Regions from separate parts of the Anser cygnoides genome. Here region 2 is linked to region 1. A link is a contact called in public Hi-C data. All regions are on one chromosome and are shown on one strand. Each heading gives the region's core, a stretch centred on a gene start, on an enhancer-like site or on the middle of the called end of the contact. The rest is flanking DNA. Distances are from core to core; before and after follow the strand shown. Region 1 holds the start of PTEN (phosphatase and tensin homolog). Region 2 has its middle 11 kb from the start of MINPP1.

Region 1 (2,997 bases), core at 228-2,727:
ATTCCATCTGTCTGTAAAAGTTTTAAAGGAATGTTCCCACTCCAGCGGAGGCTGGTTTGGAGGTTTTTGAGACCACCATCAGGATAACCGACTGCGATCAGCGGAGGGAGGCGGGTGTATTCACAGCATTAAGGCAGCGGGTAAGCCGAATGCATTAACTGAAGCATTCACCCAGTCTTGCAGTACTAAATAGAGGTCTCGTAAGGAAACTACCGGAGGACCAGCCTAAAGCACTTCTTTGCGTAGCGGGGAGCGAGCTTCTGGAGCTTGCTGCTGCTGCAGGTGCCGGCGGCAGACAGGACCAGCAGGGCCAAAAAGGCGACAGCCTCGGAGGCAAGACGCCCACGAGCGGGCACTAACAACGAGAGACGTCCCCCCGGCAGCCCCGGTTCCAGCGGCTGCAGACCCCGGCGCAGGAAGCACGCCGGGGCCAGCGGCCCCCCGCTCCCCCGGGGCCGGGGAGGCTGCAGGGGGCAGCAGGCGCTCGCGCACCACGCCGGGCGGAGGCGGCAGCTCGGAGCGAGCCCGGACGGCCGCGGGGGAGCTTCTCGCCGCCCGCGGGGCTCCCTCAGGGGCCCGTGCGAGGCGCGAGGGCCGCCCCAGGCCGAGCGGCGGCGGGGAGCTCCGCCCGGCACCGCCCGCCCCCACCTCGACTCCCGGCCCGGCCCGGCCCGGCCCGGCCACTTCCGGCCGCGGGAGGGGGAGGGGCCGCGGCGAGCGCAGCGGGCCGCCCACGTGACGGGTCGCAGCACCGCCGCTCTGCGCGGCGGCTCACACCTCGCGCCGCCCGTATCCCTCCGCCCGCCGCGGGCTCGGCCCCCGCGGGGCGGCGGCGGCGGCGGCGGCGGCGAGAGAGAGAGGGAGGGGAGGGGGGCGGAGGAGCGGCGCGGCGCGGCTGGGGCCGGGCGCGGGCGGCGGGGCGGCGATGCGGCGGCGGGGCGGCGGGACTACTTTTCCGGGGCGGCGGCGGCGGCGGCGGCGGAGGGGGCGGGGCGGCAGCGCGGCGGCGCGTCCCCTCTCGGAAGCTGCAGCCATGATGGGAGCCTAGCGCTGGCGCGGCGCTGCTGGGCGCGGGGGATGAGCCAGGCCGCGCTGCCGGCCCGCACGCCCTGAGGAGCCGCCGCCGCCCCGCCGAGCGCCCGCCCGCCCGCCCGGCCCCACCGCGCGGCTCCGGGCCCCCCGCCGCCGCCGCTGCCGCCGCCGCCGCCCCGGGCGGGGAGCGGAGCGGGGCGGAGCGGGGCCGGGCCGGGGGGGCGCCCCGCGCCGCTGTCACCATTGCTGGGGCCCGGAGCGCCGGAGAGCTGCTCTCTCCGCCTCCGCCGCGCTCGCCTCAAAGACGGCGGCGGCGGCGGCGGCTCCCTCAGGGACTCGGCCCGGCCCCGAAGCCTCCCTGCTCGGCCGCCGCCGCCGCTCCCGCCCCGGCAGGAGGAGGAGGAGGAGGAGGAGGAGGAGGGGGGGGGGGCAGCCGCCGCCGCTGCCGGGAGCCGCCGCCGCCGCCGCGGGGGGAGGCGGGCCCAGCCGGGGCTGAGCCGCGGCAGCAGCAGGCCCCGCGCCCGGGGCTGCCCGGCGGCCGCCGGCCCTCCGCCGCCGCCCGGCCCCGCGCCCCGCCGCCGCCGCCCGGCCTCTGCGCGCTGTCCCGGAGCGGCCCCCGGCTGCCAGACATGACCGCCATCATCAAAGAGATCGTCAGCAGGAACAAAAGGCGCTACCAGGAGGATGGCTTCGACCTGGACCTGACCTGTATCCTCCCGGCGCCGCCGGAGCCCGACGGCGAGCGGTGCGCGGCGAGCTATTGCATCAGACCCGCGCCGCGGTTACCTAACGCGCTTCCCGGGGCCGCTGCGCCCTCCCCGCCGCGCCTCGGCCGCCTTTTGTCGGGGCCGGGCGGACCCCCCGGAGCTGCGGCCCGCCGGGGGGCCCGGCGCCGTTCCCCGCCGAGCGGAGCCGCAGGGGCGGGCGGCGGGGGCCCTCGGCCCCGCTCGGGTCGCTGCCGGCCGTGTGGCAGGAGGGGCGAAGCCTGGGTCCTGCGCCCTCGGCCAGGCAGAGCGAGCCCTTGGTCTCAGTCAGATGGAGCGAAGGTCTCAATCGCAAGGAATGGGCTTAAATTAAAGTTAAAAAAAAAAAAAAACCTTACTTTCCTACCGTGACATGTAAACCGTGCTTTGGCATAATCTCAGCTGCAGTAAGCACCAGGATGTATTACAAACGAGAACGCACTGAGTCTTGTTGAAGAGGATTGCGAGGAGTGTGATTCCGGAATATGTTCTTAGTGTGCAATTATGACTAATGAGTCAAACTGTGGAGAAGCCTTGCTAGTGTGTTGCTTTGGTGGCCTTTGGAACAGATGTGCAGTAGCAGCAGCAGGCAGATGTTGAGCTCCAAACGCCATGCAGAGTTAATGGCGTGCAGGGGCTGTGCTGTGGCTGTAGCAGTCTTCGTGGTGTAGAAGGTTCATTATTGTACTTGAGAGGTTTTGGTGTAAGAATAGGAACTGTGCCTGAAAGTTAGAGCCATCCTGGGAAAAATGATAGTAGTATGCAGACCTGGGCTTAGAGTTTGATTTTTGGGTGGCCGTGTGCGGAGCTGGGAGTTAGGCCTGGCAGTCCTCGTGGATCCCTTCCAGCCCTTCCGTGATTCTGACAAGCGCTCTAGAAAGAGAGCTTGCTGCTCGACAGCAAGGCCAGGGTGAAAATTACTGTTTTTCAGAACTCATAGCAGATGCTACAAATACAACCCGGTTCCTGGACAGGATCAGCACCAATTACTGCAGTCACTAGCACAGAGCTCGAGCTGTTACGTTGATGCTTGGCCTAATGTGTTGGTGGCTTCAAAAGGGCCTGAAAGGTTCTTGACTTCAGCAGGCTACTGCCGAGCTTTTAGTTAGGAAGCGCCCTCTCTGCTACGTAATTCTTGCATTCTGTTTGTGGTGTTGATAAAACGTAGTTTTAGACTTGCCTTTGCAATGTTTGCGCTTGGTCATTTTGTTGGCCTACGATT
Region 2 (2,711 bases), core at 173-2,672, 110 kb before region 1:
GTCCTGAAGTTGTCCTTTGGGAAGTTTGGCGGGTTCTGGCCTGGCACTCCTGCGAGGTCCCCATGCCACAGTGCTCTCTCTCAGCTGACTCACCTGATTCATCTCCTCTGAAAATGTGGCTCAGAATTGTAATACTTCTGGCAATGACAAAGTATTTTTCAGTGTTGGTCTGCTTTGCTGATGCCTTCAGTTCAAGTACAAGGACTTCAGTACCAGCTCTGTCATCAGGGATCTAGCTGCCCTTAGCTATTTCTAGAAAATGGCTTAGAACAGATCCTTTTCTCCTCCCCTTCGAAAACAGAACTGTATATGGGTAAGATAGCCATTTCCACGGAGAACAAAGAACAAACTGAAGCAATTCTGCTGACTCCTAATGTCTCCTTTCTGTCTCCAGAAATAGCTCACATTTTTGTTTCCAAATCAATTGAGAAAGGGTAATTGGAAATTGGAAATGGCAATTTGTCATTCCTGGGTGACACAAGCGTGTCTAGTTTGTGCAGGAATGGCCATACAGCGCCAGACGTGAAGTCTCATACGTCTACACCAGTGTAAAACTGCTGCAGTGAGACTTTCCCAGCACCATGCACGGTGCCGCAGGGCTTCTCTGTGTCTCAGGTTCTCTTTGTGCTTAACAGCCCATGATTATTTTCATCTAAAAATAACACGCTCTAAGGTCCTGGAAGAATTAAGCAGCTTTCCCATGCCAAGAAGAAGCGCTGACTTTCTGTGTCAGTTCAAAGTTATTCTTGGTAGTGAATTAGCCCTTGTTCAGACCACACGTACTTTAATGGGCTCCTTGACTCTACCTGCCTTGCTCACAGCAGCTTCAGGAGCCAAGTGCCAATATCCACACAGGAGTCAAATGCTGCAGGGCAGACTGCTTTCATTTGGGAAATAAAGCCTGTCAGCGCTGCAAAGTTATCCAAGAGGAGGTCTGTAACACTAGCTGACATCATCAAAGCTTTTGCAAAGTGTGTTTTCCTTACACAGAATACGTGGGGGCTTAAAATCACTCTTATAGTAATGTGATAGTTTCAAATTCAAAAATCATTCCTCCACATTAAATAAACTAGTAAGAAAATACTTGTGCATTAGCGGGAAGACTTATGATGGCTACGGAAGCTACAAAAGCATACTGAGGCTGCCAGCTTTGGTGTGACCAGAAGAGCCCTGGCAGGATCTTTACTCATGCAGTACGCAAGTGTTTTCTTCTGTGTTTACTAATCAGAGTGAAAGCACAATGACAACAGAGGGAGCAGCCTGACTTTAAATTGCCCACGAGACAACCAAATGGTTTGCCTGCATACAGCTGACTTATTTTTCAAATATAACCTGAGCACAATGTTGCAATGGAATTTTACATTAGGAAAAGTTTAAAGGTAATTTGGGAGTTCAGGGGTGAGGTAAGGAAGGCAGAAGTCACCATTTCCAACGAGACTGTTTTGTAAATTTGTTCTGCATAAACAGACAGAACTCTGTTTGTAGTAAGACATTCTCCTTTGACCTCAAAGTTGAGCTGGAATTTCTCAGTCCAAAATTATAGGGGAGCTAAAACAGAGTTGTTATAAAAGGAACAAGTTGCAACCTTTTCAGAGGGAATATTTTACAGTTAGCAACACGATCCAACTGTCACATTTGTTATTTTAATCTTATTCCAGCCTCATGATTTCCCCAAAATAGAGTCACCCACCGGGAATGTCACGTTCATCTTGATTCAGCTAATGATACTCATACTTTTACATTGGACGGGATTAATTTTCCTATCCAGTTAATGCAACATGTGATCATTAAATATCTTCACTGCGCACATAGACATATATTTTCTGTGTCAAAAAGGGACTCAACTGGCATTTTAAATTACTGAAGGATAATTGTAGGTGGCTGTTTTTCATGTGGATTAAGGAATTCCTTTTACTATGATAAATGGTTATCAGACTCCCTTTTATACTAAATCAGTTTGCAAGTGAATTTATTCTATAGCCACAGGTCGTGGATCTATTGAAGAACAATCTCAAGGTGTACATGTTAATGGAGTGAAACTGTGTGACATCATATCATATAGTAAAAGTGTTGAAACTTGCCAAATTATGGTTTTCAGTACTAATATTTTGTAGTACTAATGCCAAGGATCAGATCTAGCTGCATTTCAATAGCCTTATTTCATGTCTGTGTATGAAAATGTGCAGTCAGTGTCTTAGTAAAAGGGGATCCAATGACAAATATTTAAGCAAAGTAAATCATTATCCTGGCATTTTAAATAAAAGTTTTTACAAAATCAATATGCAGCCATGAGCTGTTGACATATCAAATGTGAAAGTGAATTCCAATGAGGGAAATCTGCCATAAAGAATAGATTTTACTCTGACATGCGTGAAGGAAACACAGATGTTCAATCAGGATAAATGTGAAGAAAGGCAAAAGAAATAGGAACTGCTGTTCTGCCCAGTATCATTTCCTCAGTCATAAAAGCAATGACTTAAAGCAACACCTTACTGTTTGTGACACTCTGTAGCCTACTGAACTGACCAGCCAAAGCTCATGGCCTTCAACTAAAACACAGTCATGTTCATAATCCCTGAAAGAAACCAAGAATAAAAATGATTTTGACTATGTTATCAAGCATCTCTTCACCACGTACAGATTGTATATGTACAGAAGCATCCACAAAGATTTCTTTCTTGACCATATCAGTATCAAAAAAGGAAAACTTT

Evidence for each region. Hi-C and Micro-C count contacts between places; a contact is called where the count stands out from the background.
Region 2: a contact with region 1 is called in a Hi-C map of liver, with 3 times the contacts expected there. The contact joins the enhancer-like site here to the promoter of PTEN in region 1. A contact is called at or near these places in 2 of 7 Hi-C or Micro-C datasets (both in liver).

What each region holds. Positions count from the first base shown.
Region 1 is chr7:21,918,695-21,921,691 of Taihu_goose_T2T_genome, reverse strand. It overlaps PTEN (phosphatase and tensin homolog), which reads left to right and starts at 1,477. Exons shown (of 9, transcript XM_048069192.2): 1 at 1,477-1,740. The coding sequence starts at 1,662. LOC125183400 (a long non-coding RNA gene) reads right to left here and starts at 812. Exons shown (of 2, transcript XR_010832725.1): 1 at 1-812.
Region 2 is chr7:22,031,217-22,033,927 of Taihu_goose_T2T_genome, reverse strand. No RefSeq gene overlaps it. Among named protein-coding and RNA genes, the nearest start is that of MINPP1, 11 kb to the right of the region's middle. Within about 2 kb of position 1,422, at least 1 of the 3 cell types and tissues checked has open chromatin away from gene starts, as enhancers often do. A contact at or near this core is called in liver, where this site is marked.